Linked DNA regions of Sus scrofa: regions 2 and 3 are each linked to region 1. A link is a contact called in public Hi-C and HiChIP or PLAC-seq data. All regions are on one chromosome and are shown on one strand. The core of a region is the stretch at or near the end of the contact, and the rest is flanking DNA. Distances in the headings are between cores, read along the strand shown. Region 1 holds the start of CMTR1 (cap-specific mRNA (nucleoside-2'-O-)-methyltransferase 1). Region 2 holds the start of RNF8 (E3 ubiquitin-protein ligase RNF8). Region 3 holds the start of CCDC167 (coiled-coil domain containing 167).

Evidence for each region. Hi-C and Micro-C count contacts between places; a contact is called where the count stands out from the background. HiChIP or PLAC-seq counts read pairs in DNA pulled down with a chosen protein or histone mark.
Region 2: a contact with region 1 is called in an H3K27ac HiChIP or PLAC-seq map of alveolar macrophages. The contact joins the promoter of RNF8 here to the promoter of CMTR1 in region 1. A contact is called at or near these places in 5 of 47 Hi-C or Micro-C datasets (epiblast stem cells, heart right ventricle, liver and 1 more) and 2 of 2 datasets of contacts at active chromatin or transcription factors (alveolar macrophages and skeletal muscle).
Region 3: a contact with region 1 is called in a Hi-C map of liver, with 7 times the contacts expected there. The contact joins the promoter of CCDC167 here to the promoter of CMTR1 in region 1. A contact is called at or near these places in 3 of 47 Hi-C or Micro-C datasets (heart right ventricle, liver and skeletal muscle) and 1 of 2 datasets of contacts at active chromatin or transcription factors (alveolar macrophages).

What each region holds. Positions count from the first base shown.
Region 1 is chr7:32,998,563-33,001,959 of Sscrofa11.1, reverse strand. It overlaps CMTR1 (cap-specific mRNA (nucleoside-2'-O-)-methyltransferase 1), which reads right to left and starts at 1,461. Exons shown (of 25, transcript XM_001924210.5): 1 at 1,300-1,461.
Region 2 is chr7:32,929,870-32,933,097 of Sscrofa11.1, reverse strand. It overlaps RNF8 (E3 ubiquitin-protein ligase RNF8), which reads right to left and starts at 1,312. Exons shown (of 8, transcript XM_005665930.3): 1 at 1,004-1,312. The coding sequence starts at 1,114.
Region 3 is chr7:33,083,850-33,087,141 of Sscrofa11.1, reverse strand. CCDC167 (coiled-coil domain containing 167) reads left to right here and starts at 1,412. Exons shown (of 4, transcript NM_001243364.1): 1 at 1,412-1,469. The coding sequence starts at 1,428.

The DNA.
Region 1 (3,397 bases), core at 212-2,711:
AACCCCACGTCCACAAAAAAGAATGGAAACAGCAAAGGCACCATGTCACCATCATCCATGCCCATGAGTAAGCATGAGAGGAGGGCATGAAGGGGGAAAAAAATGAGATGAAATAAAGTGATGATGAGATTCCTGAAAGCTTAATGAACGATCAAATTAAAGAAAAAGCAAAAGTAGAAGTGAATACAGTGTGGTTTACACTCTACTGTTTGCTGTAAGAGAACTCAGAAAAGAGAAAGTACTCAAAACAGGTGGGTGACCACCTGGGCTGCAATTCCTTGGTAGAGGAGAGGTGCATGGGTCACAGCAGCGAGAGAGTGATGAGATCCAAAGATACCACTGATCCCTTCATGATTCAAACATGAATCACCTTTCACTTCTCTCCAGCTCAAGGATGAGTCGGCTAACCCAACAAAAAAAAATCTCATCCTTCCTAAGGAGGCAGCCTCTTACTAGGGACAGGCAGGAGCTACCCTGGGCCAGTAGAAAGAACGGGAGACCGTTGAATAAACAGAAAGCAAAACCAGGCTGCGCCACATTTCACTTTAAAGGGCGGTCTTAAATTCCCCCCCACCCAAAAAAAAGGCCCCCCAAAAGGCCTATAACTTAAGCAAAAACTGGCCTTCTGATTCTTAGCGACTCTGCGGGAGACTGGAAGCACTCAGTAACTGGGTTTAGGTGGGTGAAAGGAAAGGAGAAGCAGTGTGCGAAAAGCAGGAGACTGATGCTCCTCCCAAACCACCATAGATTTGGGCCTTCCTAAATCACCTCACCCAACCTTCCCCTTTTCCACTACAAAAAAAAACTGAGGCCCGAGAGGGTAAGGCCACACAGCTAACCAGTGCCCAGCTCAAGTGACCTACACAGGGCAAAAGAATGTGTCCTGGCAGGGAACTTCTACGTGGAAGGCAGAAGGCCTGGTTCTACCTGCTGCTCCCCAAGGTTAAGGGTTCAAATTCCCTCTCCAGTCTTCCCTCCCCGGGCCTCGGTTTTGCACTGCCATCCCTATTCATACGGGTAAGAGAAGAGCTCCCATAAACCCCGGGCCAGTCTTCATTTGTAGATAACGTGAGTGTGTGAATGTGTGCGCAAGACGTTTGTCAGCAGCAGCTCGGGCTGCGCGGAGCTGGAGAATTGGGGAGAGGGCGCGGGGGGAAAGGGTATAAGGGAGGAGAGGAGAGAGAGGGGGCGGTGAGGGTCACGACCGCCGGTGGGGGGGCCGAGGCAGCGGCAGAGGAGTGGATGCTGAGCCCGCGCGCCCGCCCGCTCGCTCCCCCCGGGCCGCGCGTCGGCACTCACGCTGAGGGAAGAGGGCGAGCTGCCAAGGAGCGGAGAGGGGGGAATCAGGCCGCCGATGCCGCCGCCACCAGGCCTGGCCCTGCCGCTGCCAGAGCCGCCTCCTCCCTCAGTTTCGCTTCCCCACAAGCCCGCCCGGATCTGCCGGCCGCGCTGTCGCGCTCTGGGTCCCGCCCTGCGGGCCGCGCAGCTTGATGACGTCAGGGCAGCCCACTCCCTCCACCCTCCCGGGCCCAGGCCCCGGGGCAGAGCTCTCGGTTCAGGCCCGCCCCACCCCCTGCCCCCAGGGCAGTCCAGGGCGCCTGCGCAAAAGACCCAGCCCGAACAGGTTATAAAAGCTAAAGTATGCAAGTATCTTTTTCTGCTCTGGGAACGAGAACGGAATTCAACTCAGCTCTCTCTCTCTTTCTTTTTTTTTTCTTTTTTCTTTTTTTGCATTTTAGGGCCGCACCTGCGGTATATGGAAGTTCCCTGGGCCTACACCACAGCCACAGCATCGCAGGATCCAAGCCGTGTCTGCGACCTACACCACAGCTCAAGCAACGCAGGATCGGAAATACACTGAGTGAGGCCAGGGATGGATGGAATCCGCGTCCTCATGGATCCTCCTGGATACTAGTCGGACGTCTTGCTGCTGAGCCACAACAGGAACTTCCAACTCATCTCTCTTAATATCACTATTATTTTGATTTTATAGATCATTTTAATTTTATAGATTAAGACACTTGAGAGCAGAAATTCAGTCTTTTTTTTTTTTTTTAGGCCGCTGGTGGAGGTTCCCAGGCTAGGGGTCGAATTGGAGCTGTTTCGCCAGTCTACACCACAGCCACAGCAACACCAGATCTAAGCTGTGTCTGCGACCTACACCACAGCTCACGGGCAACACCGGATCCTTAACCCACTTAGCAAGGCCAGGGATCAAACCCAAAACCTCATGGTTCCTAGTCGGATTCCTTTCTGCTGCACCATGACAGGAACTCCAGAAACCCAGTCTTCTTGTTCACCGTTGTATCCCCAACGTGCAGCATATGGTACATCCACTGCAGATACGGAACAAAGATCCTGAGGAAAAAAGGAGTGCCACCTATGCCATCTTACCATATGGACACAGATGGCTTCCAATGCCAAACCTCTCTTCCAATCTTCAGACCAACGTAGCCAAAAGTCTTCCGAACATCCCCACTCGGTCACCTCACACCCATAAATTCAGGTCAGACCTTCTGTTCACCCATAAGCCTGCTCTTTTTCCTGTCAGAGTCACCACCATTGGTCCAAACATAAATATGAGGGGGGCCCAACCTTCCTCATTCCCTGTAGGCACCAATATGCACTTACCTACTAATTAATTTACCTACTAATTCTCAAATCTGTCCACTCTTCTCCATTCCCATTGCCACCAATGGTGCAGTCACCCTTTCTCATCAGAATTTCTCCAGTAATCTCCAAATCATTGTGCCTGTCTCCAGCTGGGATCCCTGTAGTGCATTCTCCCCAAAACCAAAGTGATTTAAACAAACAAGCAACTGGAGTTCCTGATGTAGCACAGCAGGTTAAGGACCCGGCATTGTCTCTGCAGCAGCCAGAGTATCTGCTAAGGCTGTCAGTTTGATTCCCAACCCAGAACAGTGGCTTAAAGAGCCAGCATTGCTGCAGCTGCATAGTAGGTCACAGTTGCAGCTAGGATTCCATCCCTGGCTTGTGAACTTCAATCAGCTGCAGGTGAAGCCATTAAAAGAAAAAAAAAAAAAAAAAAAAAAAAAAAAAAAACTGGAGTTCCCATAGTGGCTCAGTGGTTAACAAACCCAACTAACCATGAGGTTTCGGGTTCGATCCCTGCCCTTGTTCAGTGGGTTAACAATCCGGAGTTGCCGTGAGCTGTGGTGTAGGTCGCAGAGGCAGCTCGGATCCTGCATTGCTGTGGCTCTGGCGTAGGCTGGCAGTTACAGCTCCAGTTGGACCCCTAGCCTGGGAACCTCCATATGCTGTGGGAGCGGCCCAAGAAATGGCAAAAAGACAAAAAAAAAAAACAAAAAACAAAGTCCAGTATGTCACTTATTTCTTTCATGGATCATTCCTTTGATGTTGTATCTAAAAATTTATA
Region 2 (3,228 bases), core at 63-2,562, 69 kb after region 1:
AGGACAAGAGCTCAATACCTGGCGTTGCTCAGTGGGGCGGAGATCTGGTGTTGCCCTGAGCTGTGGTGTAGGTCCCAGCGCTGCTAGGATCCTGGGTTGCTGTGGCTGTGGCTAGGCCGGCAGCTGTAGCTCCAATTTGATCCCTAGCCTGGGAACTTCCATATGCTGTGGGTTTGGCCCTAAAAAACAAAAAAGAAGGAAAATTTTGCATTTATGATTCCATTAGAGAACATTATAAGCAGCCTTTTAGAGAGAATTATTATATTTCTGAAGCCCTACCTACCCCAACCCATCTCAGAGAATGCCAATGGGCAGTACCCAGACTCAGGGTAATTGTGGCCCACACCAAAGCGCCAATTTTCCCCAGAGTTGGAAAGACAGAAGCCATTTTAACGTTATAGTCTGAGTATTTTAAGGGACCCGACCCAAACTTGAAATCTTTTTTAAAAGAAACTTGAAAAAGTTCACTCTCTCAGCAGCTGTTTCCCCCCTCCCCCGACCGTGGGCCATTCTGACTCCGAAGTTGGGGCAGCTCCGCCTCCCTGGCAGGGGGCTGCAGAGCTTCGTGCGACCCCAACAGGTCCTAGACCCCTAACCCATCAACCTAGTCGCCTCCTTCCCCCACAAAACCCCAGCAGTCCTCAGGTTCTGGGCCACCCCTACGGCCACCTCTCCTTCGGCCCCTCTTCCAGGCTTCTTTTCGCAACCCGGACATCGGTCCCAGCTCTTCCCTCCGGCTTAGGCCGCTCCGGAAGTGGCCATCTTTTCTCCCAGGCTGTCCTACTTCCCCTGACACCCCCCACCTCAGACACCCCAACAGCTCGCACCAGACTCCTTTCTACTTTCCCTCCTCCAGGACCCAGCCTTCACCTCTCTCTCCTCTTCCTCCCCCACCTCCTCTTTACCATTCATCCCTACCTCACCCTGTCGGGACGCCTGGCCTCCCTCCTGCCCCACCTCCTCCAACCCCCTTCCTCGCATCAGTAGGACCCCTCCCCCTCACCTCTTTTCCGTCCTCCAGCAGCAGCCACTCGGCGTTCATCCCCACCCGCCGCAAGCACCAGCTCCGGTCACCGGCGCGGCCTCCCGTGACCAGGGAGCCGGGCTCCCCCATAGCCCACTCGGCCCTGGGTTGCTGTCAGTACAGAGCGAGGTTGCTGTCAGCACAGAGCGAGACCCGACCCGAGTTCCCGCCGCCTCTCCGCTTTCTCGCGGACGCCATACTAACAGTACAGACAGAAGCAATCGCTAGGAGCTCGCGATCGATGCAAACGCTCGTTCGGGCTCCGCCCCCAGCCCGCTCCCCGCAGGCAAGCCGGAGTCACTGCGCCTGCGCGAGACCAGGGCTGGGGCGGGTTGGCTCAGGTGAGGGTGGTGTAGCCTCAGGTCCGGTACTGGTGTGCGCTACACTCTGAAGCTCCCATGTGACACCTTACTCTCCCTTTGTAGCGCCCCAACTTCAGTTCTAGCTGCCTCAAACTGGAGCCTCTTCTAACCTTTCTTCTCGCTTTTAAAAATTTTGCTTTATGATGCTTTCTATGTTATTTGAAATTATAAACAACTTTTAACTTGTGATCATTTTTAAATCCGTGAACCCTGTTTCTAAATAGCATCTCGTTTGCACGATCTTTTATTGCCGAATTTTTTTAACTTACACTGTACTAGACAAGTCTTGCCAAGCAGAGAGCAGTGTTAACCTGGGGCCAGGTGTGGAAGAGGGAGTGGGGGGTGTCGAATGCAAATAGAGTTGAGGGAATTTTCAGAGGTGATAAAAATGTTCTAAAACTGCTTTCTGATGTACACTGGAACATAATATTGTATGTCAATTGCATTTCAATTAAAAAAGTGAAAATGAAATTAGATTATGGTAATGATTGCACAGCTGTATATATTTACTAAAAAGTCCTTTGAAGCATACACTTCCAATGAATTTTATGGTGTGTAAGTTATCCTCAATAAAGCTGTTAATTAAAAAAATGAAAAAACAGCAAACTCAGATTCTTTCCTTTGATTCTCCAGAATAGTCTGGTAGCTGCTCCCTGTAGTAACTACCTCTGTAATCACTCAATGCCCCCTTTGGTCGTTTTGATTTTCCAACACCTGGTTCACAGTTTTCTTAAACTCTGTCAAGAGGAAAAAAATGTATTATAAATGAATCATACAAAGTGCAATAGTAAGTGGCTGATGTTTATTGAGAACTAAGGACTTGACCAAGCACCCTGCATAATTTATTTTACTTGCTTCTCACAAAAGATGTGACGATGGTGGTTACAATTATAATTCCTACTTTAGAGATGATGAGAAAAGAGGGACAGTAGTTCCCCTGTGGCACAACCAGTTAAGGATCTGGCATTGTCACTGCGGTGGCCTGGGTCACTGCTGTAGCGTGGGTTTGATGATCCCTAGCCAGGGAACTTCCGCATGCTACAGGCAGGCCAAAAAAAAGAAAAGAAATTTCAGCCTTTGATGTCACAGAGGGTCAGGAAAATTGGTGGAGACTTACCTGCATTCACGGAGATGCTTCCCTAACCTTTGGAAGGGTGACTGCTATGCTTTCATCCCACCTTAGTGTTTTGTCCCAGGATCAGCAAGTGCACGTAAGGCCATCCTGACATTTAGTTGGCATGTCTCCCTAAGCTCTTGTGGGCTGTGACAGTTTCTTGGACTTCCCTTGTTTTTGATGACCTTGACAATTTTAAGGAATACGAGCAGGTATTTTGTAGAATATTCCTTAACTGGGATCTAGCTGATATTTTTCTCATGATTAGACGGGCTTGTAGGTGTTGGGAAGACCACAGAGGTCGAGTGCTATTCTAGTGCCACATTAAGGTTACAAGCTATCAATGTGAATTATCACTACTGACATTAATCTTGATAACCCTGCTGAGGTGGTGTTTGTCAGGTTTCTCTACTATAAAGTTACTCTTTCCCCCTTTTCTGTACTGTGCCTTTTGGAAGGAAGGCACTGCCCAACCCACACATAAGGAGTTCCTTAAAAGTATGGTTTCTATATACATGACTTGGAATTCTTCTGCACGAGAAATTTGTCTCTTCTCCCCATTGATTTATGGAGTCATTTATTATATCACTATGAACTCATAAATAACTTCTGTATACTTTGTGCTATAACCCAATACCACTTTATTTTGATGCTCAAAATGTTCCTTCTTTGCCTGTTGAGAGCTCTTTCAGGTATGTCCCTTTGACATACACTCCCATCGTTATGTT
Region 3 (3,292 bases), core at 163-2,662, 85 kb before region 1:
TCTCAGGTCCCCTCCAGCTCCATCATTCAATGACTCTATCAAGAAGAGAACACAGATCCAAAAACACTTTTTTTCCCCAAACACAGAGTTGGGGTTATTATTCACACACAGAAACACAGACTCCAACAGAGAGATAACCCGTCAGAAAATAAGCAGCTTCAATTCCAGTCTTATAGTCTTTGACCCAATAATTCCACTTGTGCGAATTTATCTTAAATAATTCAGCCAGGGCTATGTACACAAAAAATATCTGCTTTAGCATTATTTGGAGGTAATGTCTGATAAAATAATATCCAATGTAAGAATGGGATATATTCATGTGGTGGCATATGCAGCCATCACAAATGATGATTTCAAGGTGTGGGGAAATGTCTGTTTCAAATTGCAGTTCAGTATCCATTAATTATGAGATAAGCTTAATAAGTATCCTGTCACCAACCTATTTTTTAATTAAATAGACTAGATTAGAAAATATTTGAGAGTATTGCAGGTGGTAAAGTTGCTTATCAGGAAATTTTGGTGTAGCGTATATGAGTAACTGGGACATCACACAAATTTTTTTTTTTTAAATCGTCAGATCACAAAGCATTTCAAAGAGTCTACATCATTAGGATTACAACGGTATAAAATACTGTGACTGAGACCAAGCCTGGAAGGAAATACTCAGAAACAAAGCTAGACCTGTGTTAGGAGTGGCAGGATTTTTTTTTTTTTTTTTTTTTTTTGGACGCCCCTGTGGCAAGTGGAAGTTCCTGGGCCAGGATCGAACCAGCACAAAGTGACCTGGGCCGCTGCAGTGATCCTTAACCCCTGAGCCACAAGAGAACTCCAAGGATGCTGCTTTTCACTTAAAAGTTTTCTATGATGTTTGTAGACTGTTCTTCCGACACAACAAGAAAAATGAGTACAAACAAGACACAACGGAGAAACAACAACAGAAAGTCATTAACATCCTCAAAGGCGAAGGGGCTCATGGAGGCACAGCGCTTCAGGATGGGCCTTGAAGGTTGAGAAGAACTTGACAGAATTAAAGGGTGGGAGTTGGCCTCGCACTGAGCGGGGTGGTTACAAAAAGGATGAAGGACACGAAGGAGATGGGGTGAAAGAAAATGACCCTTTCTGTGCGGTAAAGTGGCTTTCTTTTAGTAAGGAAAGGGGCAGCTCCACCCCTGGGCGGGCCATTGTTCCTCCCGCGCCAATGGGCTCATTCTCTTCCCGCCGCCCCCTAGCTTGAAGCCTCAAATAGTGGTTCCCCTCACAAACATGGCCGGGCCCAACCGGCTACGCCCCTCAATAAGATGGCGACCGCCAGTAGTCCCGCGGCCAGCCATCTCGGTGACCAATGAGAGAGAAGCACGAGGGTTTGCGCATGCGTAGTGCTACTGGTGGGCGCGTCCAATAATGACTCGGAGATCCCAGCAAGTAACATGACCAAAAAGAAGCGGGAGAATCTGGGCGTAGCTCTAGAGGTGAGGGGAGAAATGGGGGGTGGGCCACACGGTTAACTGCCTTCTCTCCATGCAGGGGTAGTGGGTCCACCCGGTTGCAGGTTGGAGGAGTGGGTGAGGGGAGGAAGTGAGGGCGACGTGAATTTGCGAGAGGGCCGCGAGGGTGGTGAGAGGGCCAGATGGAGTGCCCGGAGGTGAGGAATACGAGGATCCGAAGGTTGGAGAGCCTGAGGGGCCACAGGGGTTGAGAACAGAAGGTGAGAGTACGAGACGCGGAGATCCGTGTCTCTTTCCCTCTGGAGGAAGGGGAGCCCCAAGGAGAGCGAGACGGAAATCAGGGGGCCCTGATGGGCGACTTTTAAATGAGGGGAACCCTAAAGGGGCTTGTACTTCGTGGTGAGGGTTTCCCAGAGGGGTAGAGACCTGTAAATGAGGGGACCCGGAAAGGTGGGGATGCCCATACTGTTTAATCTGTTACCGATGGCTTAACTGCCCCCTGAGATGGGAAGTTTTTCCTCTGGGGTACTGAAGCGTGTCGCTTAAAAATTATACTATGGGAACCTGTGGGAATTTGTAGAGAATTCTGGAATGGTGATGTTCCCAAAGAGCTTACAAATAATTGACTGCACATGGAAGGGGAAGAAAATTGATGTCTATTGAGCAACTGGCCTTTGTTACTCTATTTGCATTCTTGGTTAATCCTCACTACAAGCCTGTGAAATTTTTATAGATGGGGAAACTGAGGTTCCAAGTAGAGTCCAGGTTGAAGGGGTTGAAGCATGGAGAATCAAGCCCAGGTGATTTGCCTCCTGGTGCATCTTGTTTCTCTTGTGTTACAGTTCCTTTAAATCACCCTCCCAGGAGTTGCAAGAAAGATACTGGATAATTATCTTGAACTTATTACTAGTTCATCAGTTCTCAGTCTTAAAAATGCATGAAGAAACGTCTTGTTAAAAATGGACAGTTGAATTCTCCTCTATCTTGAGTAATTTAGTAGGACTTGGGTGTGTGTTTTTAACAAAGAATCTACATTTTTTTCTTTCCTTTTTTTTAAGAATCTACATTTTTAACAAGCTACACACATGCTTATGCAGGTTTTAGTACCACCCCTTGAGAAATACTGGCATACTTGGTGGGAAAAAAGCTTGATGGAAAAGTGAATCACCTTGTAAAAGAAAATTCAGATGCAAAAAAGAGATGACACTCTTAGCGGAAAGGGCATAGGCTTTATAGCCTGTATTAGGACACGATAAGCTGCTCTAACAGAGAAACCCCAAAATTCAGTCAGTGGCTTCAAGAACAAGAAAATTGTTTGTTTTCCTAACAGGCTAGAGCAGGGATTGGTAGGTGTTGTCTGTAAAGGATCAGAGAGTGACTGTCTTAGGCCTTGTCGGCCATATGGGCTCTGTTGCAACTACAGTTGATCCTCATTATTAGCAGATTCTGTATTTGTGAATTTGCTTGTTAAAATGGGTTTGTAACCTCTAGACCAATACTAGAAATACTTTCACAGTAATTAACTGAAAGTGGCAAGATTTGATTCATCCGACCGAGGCCCACATGGCCAGTTCAGGTAGAAGAAGGCTATGTCTTTTTCCACTCTTCTTTGTGCTGCAAATAAGTATCCTTTTTCTCGTCTCTAATGCCAAGTTTCCTGCCTTTTTGTGCTTTTTTGTTGGTGATTTTGTTGTTTAAAATGGCCCTCAAGTGTGGTGCTGAAGTGCTGTTTAGTTTTCCAAGGTGCAAGAAGGCTATGACATGCCTTATGGAGAATGTGTTTTAGATAAGCTTTCTCAGGCATGAGTTATGCTGCTGTTGGATGTGAGCTCAGTGTCAGTTAATCA